Regions from separate parts of the Rattus norvegicus genome. Here region 1 is linked to region 2. Evidence: chromatin contacts called from public Hi-C data. All regions are on one chromosome and are shown on one strand. Each heading gives the region's core, a stretch centred on a gene start, on an enhancer-like site or on the middle of the called end of the contact. The rest is flanking DNA. Distances are from core to core; before and after follow the strand shown. Region 1 has its middle 44 kb from the start of Slc25a26. Region 2 overlaps Magi1 (membrane associated guanylate kinase, WW and PDZ domain containing 1).

What was found. A called contact is a pair of places that touch in the nucleus more often than the background predicts.
Region 1: a contact with region 2 is called in a Hi-C map of the Rat2 cell line, with 2.3 times the contacts expected there. The contact joins two enhancer-like sites.

The regions. Positions count from the first base shown.
Region 1 is chr4:128,547,492-128,551,874 of GRCr8, forward strand. No RefSeq gene overlaps it. Among named protein-coding and RNA genes, the nearest start is that of Slc25a26, 44 kb to the right of the region's middle. Within about 2 kb of position 1,765, at least 1 of the 93 cell types and tissues checked has an H3K27ac peak or open chromatin away from gene starts, as enhancers often do.
Region 2 is chr4:128,216,916-128,221,153 of GRCr8, forward strand. The region is part of intron 1 of Magi1 (membrane associated guanylate kinase, WW and PDZ domain containing 1); the gene reads right to left. Among named protein-coding and RNA genes, the nearest start is that of Magi1, 150 kb to the right of the region's middle. Within about 2 kb of position 1,731, at least 8 of the 93 cell types and tissues checked have an H3K27ac peak or open chromatin away from gene starts, as enhancers often do.

The DNA of each region.
Region 1 (4,383 bases), core at 515-3,014, 330 kb after region 2:
CCGATAGTGGAAAAAAAGGCCCTAAGGCATGTGCTTGTACAGGGAGGGGGAAAGCATGTGAGACGCAAGGAGCCAGGAAGTGTGTGCTCCTCAGAAACCAACCCCGCTGCCACCTTCTTCTCAAATGTTCAGCCTCCGGTCTTTGGCATTGGTGTTGGCAGATCTGGCCCACCAACACAGTGCCGATTATCACTGGAAGGCAGATCTTACTACACAGAAATATTGGAACACCATTACGTATACATTAAGACTCAGGAAACGCTGGAAAGAATTGGCTGCTGGATTTAGGCAGGCCTGGTTCAAAGTCCACTAACTAGTTGAGTGACCTCCAGCAAATTATTACTCTATTTATGTCTCCTCTTCTGCAGAAGAGGAATGGCAGATTGCTAGCAGGTTTGCCATGAGGCAGACTGCTCCCTCTGTGTCGAGCATGTGTACAGACTCACAGATAGAACTCTAGATGGCTAGCTGTGACAGACACCCAGACACCGAGGGCCTTGTTTGTGTACAGTATTTTCAGCTTGGCAAGTGTTTCCATGGCCATTCTTAAATTGGATTTTTAGAGCAATCTGATGAAATTAGTGGAGAAGGATATATGATACCCACTCAAGGCGGGGGGGGGGGGGGGCGGGGATCAAAATTCTGAGATATCAAGCAGTTAGGCCAAGCTCAAATTTCTAATAAAGATGGGGCCAAGCTTCATGTAAACATCCCCTGGCTCCAAGTCTATGGTACATTGGTATTCTCTCTGGTTCCCCCTCCCCTCCTTTCTTTTTGTCATCTCCCTCCCCCAACACATACTGAGTTTCTGTCATGTTTTCACAAAAACTTCTCTTTCCTTCCCAGAACTCTGTTTCTTTTCCTTTGTTTTCTGCGGACTTCCATATTAGCCTGCCTAGGAAAGCAGCATCCCGTGCCTCTGTATCCAGCACTGACGTTCTCACTGGGGTGACCACTCTGTGTCTCATCTCCATACCTGACAGCCTTTTCTCTTAAGGAAGCCAGGCCTCAGCTTTCAAGGACATAGTATAAATAGATCCTTAACAGCACTCTGCCTTTCTTATCTGTGAACTGACACCAAGCACAGGCAGCCAGGACACAAAGAAAGAAGAGTCCGCGATGGTGCAGATAATCAATATCTTCAGATGATTTGAGAGCACGTTTTCCTAAGGGGAAGTGAGGAAGGCCTGAAAATGACAGCCTGAGAATGCTTTGTGGGGTCTTCTGTGGATGGGGAGGGTACTGCTTAAAGGAACAGATTTCAGATTGCCGTTTTTGATATTTGGCGAAATGTCAAAACCACTCTCTTAGGCTCTTCCTACAAACTGGGAAAAAGTAATGCAGTGCAGATGCTCTCTGATCTCTGATGCTATATGAGAGTTGCAGTGATTCCCAAAGGGACAGACAGGAAGGAGACTAAATTATTAGAGGTGAGGTGATTAGAGACATGGATTTTACATGTATTTGGGGGCCAGCAAAGGACAACCTTGAGTGTCTTTTCTTAGGCGGCTTTCCTTTTTTGTTTAAGACAAGGTCTCTCTGGCCTGGAAGTTGCTAAGTGGGCTAGGCTAGCTGGCCAACAAGCTCCAGGGATCCTGTTTCCACCTCCCCAGTGCTGGGATTGCAAAGATGCCTGTTTACACAATCCACTCACTCACTCACTCACTCACTCACTCACTCCTCACTCACTCCTCACTCACTCACTCGATCAATACCCCTTCCCCCTTTAAGTTGGGTTCTGTGGGAGGAACTTGGGTTCTCTGATCTATCTCAGGATCCCCAAGTGTGAAATTTTAATAACTGAGAAACACTGTCCTATGGATAATAGAAGCAAGGCCTAAAAGGTTTTAATACATCCCCATAGAGTGTGAGAAGCCTATCCAGTCCAGCTCTCCTGGTTTACTGATCACGCAACTGGAAGAGAGAGGAGTTTCAGATCTAATGTTGTAACCAGATGTGCCAGGCCCAGCTCTCCCTTCACCCTCAGTGAGATCATATCAAGGAGGGAACCCAGAGAATTGCCACGTCATTCTTTGTTCCAAAGATAGAAAATGAAATGTGTCCATGAAAGCTGCCACCCACCAATGGCATTGGCCTGAAGGATGTCCCTGGGGAGGCTGAAGGAATACAAACCCAGATCTCCCCTGCCCTCCTGACTTCATAACAGTCTGTGGTGCTTTGGTGATTATTTCAAGAGCTAAAGTAGTGGATTGGAGGAGTGATATGGAAGATTGTGCAGCAGCTGTTAGCTTCCTGTGAATGTAGATCATATTCCCATAAGACATAGCATCTGTAATTATTCCACATAACAGATTACCCCAAGATGCTGGCAAACCTCACTCTCACACTTACCCCTCACCCACGCTCTGACCACTCTTTCCTGGATCTTCTTCCTAAACGACTCTAGCCTGACATAAAGATGACCATCATGATGTCCCTGAACATGATCTTGACATCACTCTTATGTGGATCAAAACCCTAGATTTGATCATGAATTTTAACTTTTATTTTTACTCTTACCATATTCCCCAAACGGACAGTACTGATAATCAACAAACTGACCCTGTCTTGACCCACACACTCACTGTGACCCTTAGCAAGCTTCACCATTTCATTCCCCGTGTCTGTGACTCTGGCGCTCACTATTACCTGCATCTTGACCCTGACCCTGTGCTACCCATGTTATGCTTTCTCTGACCATCTCACACATCAATCGTCACTTCATCCTTGATAGTCACTCTGATCACGTGCAACATCATAGGCTAGTCTTGCCCTCCATTAGTTTGCATCTTACAAAGCCTTTGATCTCGGTTTGATTTCTTATTCTCACTCATATCTTCACCCTTTCCTTCTTCCTTAACATTTGCCATATCCGGGCTGTCACTGTCACCTTGACCCTGATCCTAAACTTAACTCTGGACATGAACTTCATCCATCCACTGACCCACGCATGACCTCTGCTTTTTTACTCCCACACACTGACTCTGAACCTGACCCTCAAATTAACTGTATTAACTACTTTTTTATTATTGTGTTGGGACACTATCACCAAGAGCATCTTGGGGAAGAAAGAGTATTTTGGTTTATAGATCCAGAGTTCACAGAGGTGGAGAAGGCATGTCAGAAGGAGCAGGCAACCATTCGAGTCATCAGGAAACAAGGATGCTAGTCTCCAGAACAATGAGTGACAAACGCCAGTTGTTGAAGCCAGTCAGTTGATGCTGTTCTCAAACAAGAACAAGGCTGAACTAATACAGCACAGATGAGTGGAGCTAGGAAACAGCAATGAGAAGAAACTGAGAGCATCACCGAGCTCAGGTCAGACCTGACTTTTAAAGTCTTGCTCAGAGACGAACAACGCACACCTAAACAAGGCACACATCAAAGGCACATTTCTCACAGGAAAGAAGCACCTGGACACAGTCTTAATCCACCCTTTATTCTTAAAATGCCAGCGAATTGACAAAATATGTAAATCTCTTTGGCTCGTAATGCATATGCATTTGGACTGACCTTTTTGGAGCTTTTAATTAATAAGATGAATTCTCATAGAAATATATCTGGGCAGTTTGAAACTTCCTGTCCTCTAGGAAAAGAATTACTTTAATTAAAGATAGTACTTGACATATTTTTTGTTCTCAGTCCAGGATTTCTGATACAATGTTTGACCTTCTCTTTAAGTATTTTTAAAGCCGTGTAGTTCATTAATACAACAAATGCAGCATGACATATAGTGTTTTATTAAATATACTAAGAACTATATGTTAACATTGTACTTTATATTATTACTTATGTTTGTATATTTCTATATGCCTTAATGCATGCAAAGAGAATATATCCTTTACTATATATATTTTTTTGTGTAAGTTCTGTGCCAAAAGTGTAAAATTAGAATAGGACTTTTCTTTTTCTTTTTTAAGATGGGACCTCACTAAGTGGCTGGCCTAGAACTTGCTGTGTAGATCTAGGTGGCCTCAAACTCACAGAGGTCCACCTGCTTCTGCCTCCCCAGGGCGAGGATTAAAGGTGTACACCGCCATCTTACCTGGCAGAATTGAGACCTTTTGTGTACAATGACTCATCATTTTGTCTGGTAGCCAAACCGTCACTGGGCATTCCCTTTTGTCACTGAATTATTCTGATGCTGATGCCTCCTGCATACTCTTCAGCCATCCCGTTAGAGAGTTCCATTGACATCCTTGACCTAAATGTTCTTGCTCAAAATTTAAAATCCCATCCCAGTTAACTCACCCTCGAAATTCAGACAACTTCCAAAAATTAAGTCAGTTGTGAAGACTAATGCCATCGTCTGCACGGGAATTGACAGCTCACAGGACACCATAGGAGAGGAATTGTGTGTGCGTGTGTGTGTGTATGTGTGTG
Region 2 (4,238 bases), core at 481-2,980:
GGCTAAGGTGTGTCAGGTCAGAGAGGACGGGAACAGATGGTAGTCCCTTTTCACCACTGATCCATCAGGAACCCACAGCCAGTCTTGCCTGCTCTGTCATTTGCTTACAAGCCACCCTGCTGAGGAAACTCCCCGGGAGTTTTTCTGGTCCATATGCTGTTCTGCAAAGTTGGCCCTGGCGCTGGCCCCGGGATGGGCAGAGGAAGTAAGGAGCCTGTGCTTTCCAATTGCAGGTCTCACCTCACCTGCCAGAGCTTGACTGTTATTTGCAGCCAATGGCTCTCACCAAACCTGCAGGCTTCTGTGAATCAGCGTCATGCTGGACATTTAAACATCAGGCACAGGAGACGAAAGCCGCTCAGAACCCAGGGGCCAACCCCTTGGGGTAAATGTGGATATTCTGTTTTCACAAGGGAGAAAACCACAGAGTAGCGACCTGTGAGGCTGGACTCCGAGAATGAAGCATAAAGCATTTCGCTACCCATCTCCTGGCCAGACTGAAAATCCTAAAGAAGAGCTCTGTGTCTGTCTTTCCTGTATCGGTGGAGAGAAGGGTTCCTGAGGAGCCTCAGCGCATTTGGGGGACACTTCCTGACACTCCACTTCTTTCCTTGGAGCAATATAAAAAATTCTGCACTGTGCATGCATGTGGAATTATTCCTGCAGTAGAAACACATTCCTTATGTTGAAACTGCTAAGGAATGGGACAGAAGCTGGAGTTTGAATTCACACAGAAGCCCCAGGTCCCAAACTATGTGGTCTCCAACTCCTCTCCACATCCATTCCTCTCTTCCTTAAACACACAGTAGCCAGTTCCCTGCTCCATTCCATCTCCATAAAGTTCTTTTTACATTTCCTCTCCCCAGTCTACACGCACCAGAGACGAGACCACAAGCCATGTACTAAGAGCACTGAGCAAGTGGACAGATGCAAGCTTAGATAGGATCAAAAGTTAGAACCAGGGATGGGACAGAGCGTCAGTAAAGACTTGCAATGCAAGCATGAAGACCTGAGTCAGGTCCCCAGAACCCCAGTAAACACTGGTTTGGTGATGTACTGGGGATTCAGAGTCAGGAGGATCCTGGAGCCTTGTGGCTAGACAGGGCAGTTGATTCTGTGAGCTCTCAGAAGACAAGAGGGGTAGCTCCTTCAGAACGATACCCAAGGCTTTTCTCTGGTCCCAACATTCATGTGCACACACATGTAGACCTGCATACATGCATATACACAAGAATATATACACATAGAGAGAAACACATACAAATCAGAACCCATTTGGCAGCACCTTCTAAAGTCAAACAGATATCTTATTCGAGGACCTAGCTTACACATACACACACACACACACACACACACACACACACACACACACACACACACACGGAATGTGTTCTTAAAAAAACATACTAGGAAAGAATGGGGCATCTTTAATGAAAACACCTCCAAGTTATAAAGTAACTAGCTACCTAAGAACAGAAAAACAAGCACATACAACATGATCACAAGGTGGAATATTACAAAGTCAATAAAAAGAACTACTGATACACTCAAAACGGAGGTGTCCCCTAAGCATAAAAAAAAAAAGTCAACCTGAAATAAAAGAGCACATATTATAGCTAGTTCCTATTGAAAATTATGGGCAAGCAAGACACATGTACAGTGATAACAGTTAAAGTCAGGCCGGGGCTAAATCCGGGGGACTCTGAAGACAGAGTGATCCATAGCTCCACCTGGTGGTAGTTACAGAGAAGACAGTGGCTAAAATATCAAGCTGTATTTTTATTAAAGTACTCTATGTACTTTAAGTACTTTTTTAAATTCAATTTTTAGAAGAACAAAGGCAATCAAAACATCAAACTGGGGCAGCAGCCAAGAGGGTGAGCTTTGCTGCCGTCCACAGGCAAAGTGCTGACTTGCCTTCTGGCTGAGCCCTGAGACAACCTTGTGTCTCGGGATGGGAAGGCCAAAGCCCAGAGTTTGGATCAAGTACATCTGCTGTGGCAGGGCCCCACGACAAACCTTGAGGCCTGCAGAAGTTTGCAGTTAGTGCTTGGAGTCGCTCGTTCCTTCCACACACACACCGTTCTGGGCCGACTTCAACATTATTCGCTGCTGAGTCACATTCTCTGGCACATCTGGTGGCTCTTAGTTGAGACATTACGCTTTCCCATTACCAGAACCAAAATGCATCCCTCCAAATGTTTACACTCTGCTCACAAAGGTTTCAGATTAACAGGAAGAGATTGGGACCCATACACTGTACGTATTATTATAAGGTATGCTACAATCGCAGTGGCCCGCACTCGGTGGTGAGGGCAGGGCACCTTGGAGAGTGCTAGTGGTCTGAACCCTCACAGTATCAGGCATGAATGGCCCACGTCTACAATCCCGGCATTCGGTGGCTAAATAAGGCAGGAGAACCTTATGCCGGAGGCCAGCACGTGCTGCACGTTGAGTTTCACAACAACAGAGGCTGCACAAAGAGATCCTGCATCAGCAAATGGAACAGGGCTAAGAAGACTTCCTGGGCAAAGCACTTGCAGGAAATTCCCAGAAACTCTTAGGACAGTAAGCCAAGCCTACACAGCAGTGAACGAACCAGACTGTGTTTTGCACAAGGCGGAAGGCAAGGGCCAACACGAGAAGTTGCCCTGGGACCCTCACATGACTATCATGTAAACATAGGCCTGCATTCATCCCTCTTTGGCCACATGCTTGTGCATGTATGTATTAATGCATGTAAAAGATGGAAATTGGGAGGAGAAGGAGGTACCTGGGCCGGGGGACAGGAGGGCAAGAACATAAAACCAAGCACTGTTCTCACTGTAGTGATCTGAATAGGTTTGGCCCCCATAGACTCAGATGTTTGAATACTCTCCACAGAGAGTAATACTATTAGGAGGTGTGGCCTTGTTGAAATGGAGGAAGTGTGTCACTGTGGGGGTGGGCTTTGCCAGTCTTCTCCTGACTGATGTAGAACTCTTGGCTCCTTCTCCGGCATCATGTCTGCCTGGATGCTGCCATGCTCCCACCCCGATAATAACGGACTGGACTTCTGAAAGTGTAAGCCAGCCCCAATTAAACGTTGTCCTTTATAAGAACTGCCCTCGTTATGGTGTCTCTTCACAGCAATGAAACCCCAACTGAGACATTTTACTCTGTTGGGAGGGGCTCCCCACCATGGTGGAGACATCCATCTCCTCTGGGATTCTCTAGCGGACTAGGCCTTCTCCTCCACTCTAATACTTTCTGATTCTTAAAAGAGGAGTTACGGATTAGGAACCAGTATGACAACACGAGAGAGAAGACGAAATTGCTAAGGGGCTCATTCACTGGACTCGGTCATTGGTTTGCCTTTGCCTATCAACTCACGGGGGGAGCAAAGGTGGGTATGTGGAGCCTTCAAAAAAAGGAACCCTGGGCTTACGATGTGGCTCAATAGTAGAACACTTGGCTAACACAAACCAGGCCATGGTTCCATGAGCGGTAGGAGCATGCGAGTGTGTGTGCACACTCCCTTGGAGTCAGAGTCATTATGATCCTTGCTGAGCAATGGCTGCTATTGCTATGCCAGCAATCTACCTTTAAACACACACACACACTGATAAACAAGAGAATCCCCAGCAGACAGGCCACAGCCTAATTGGGATGAGTCATCTCACAGAGCACCCAGGACTCATGCTGAAATGCTCCTCAAAAACCTCTTAACTTGTTGGTGTAAAACCATAAACCAAGAGGGAAGCAAAGATCCCTGGGCCTCAGAAAACGGGGGAAACCTTGAGAAACAATCATCCCTGTGGCCCTTCCTTAAGGACGGACAAAGCAGGCCCACTGAGGTGGGAGTGAGAGGGAAGGAGAGAACCTGCCAAAAAAAAAAAAAAAAAACCAGTCAGGGATCACAGCCTTGTGTAGAGTAACAGCATTACATTTTACACAAATGTTGCAAGCACTAAGGGACATCCTGCTCAAAGGCTTGCTAAGATAACAATGCCAGAAAACCAAGCTGTTTGTGTCCCAACACCAGCTCCCTACACCCTGCCTGTGTGTTCAACAAACAAAAATGTAAACCTCCCAGCACTCAGAAACATTTGTAAACCTACGGTAACAGTGATTCCTACAACTCAAATGTGCACCCGTACATAGTACAGCATCAAATGTACTAGCATCCTGTTACGGTGCTTCCAAGAAGAACAGCCCCACATACTCCTATGTTTAAATACTCGATCCCCAGTCAGTGG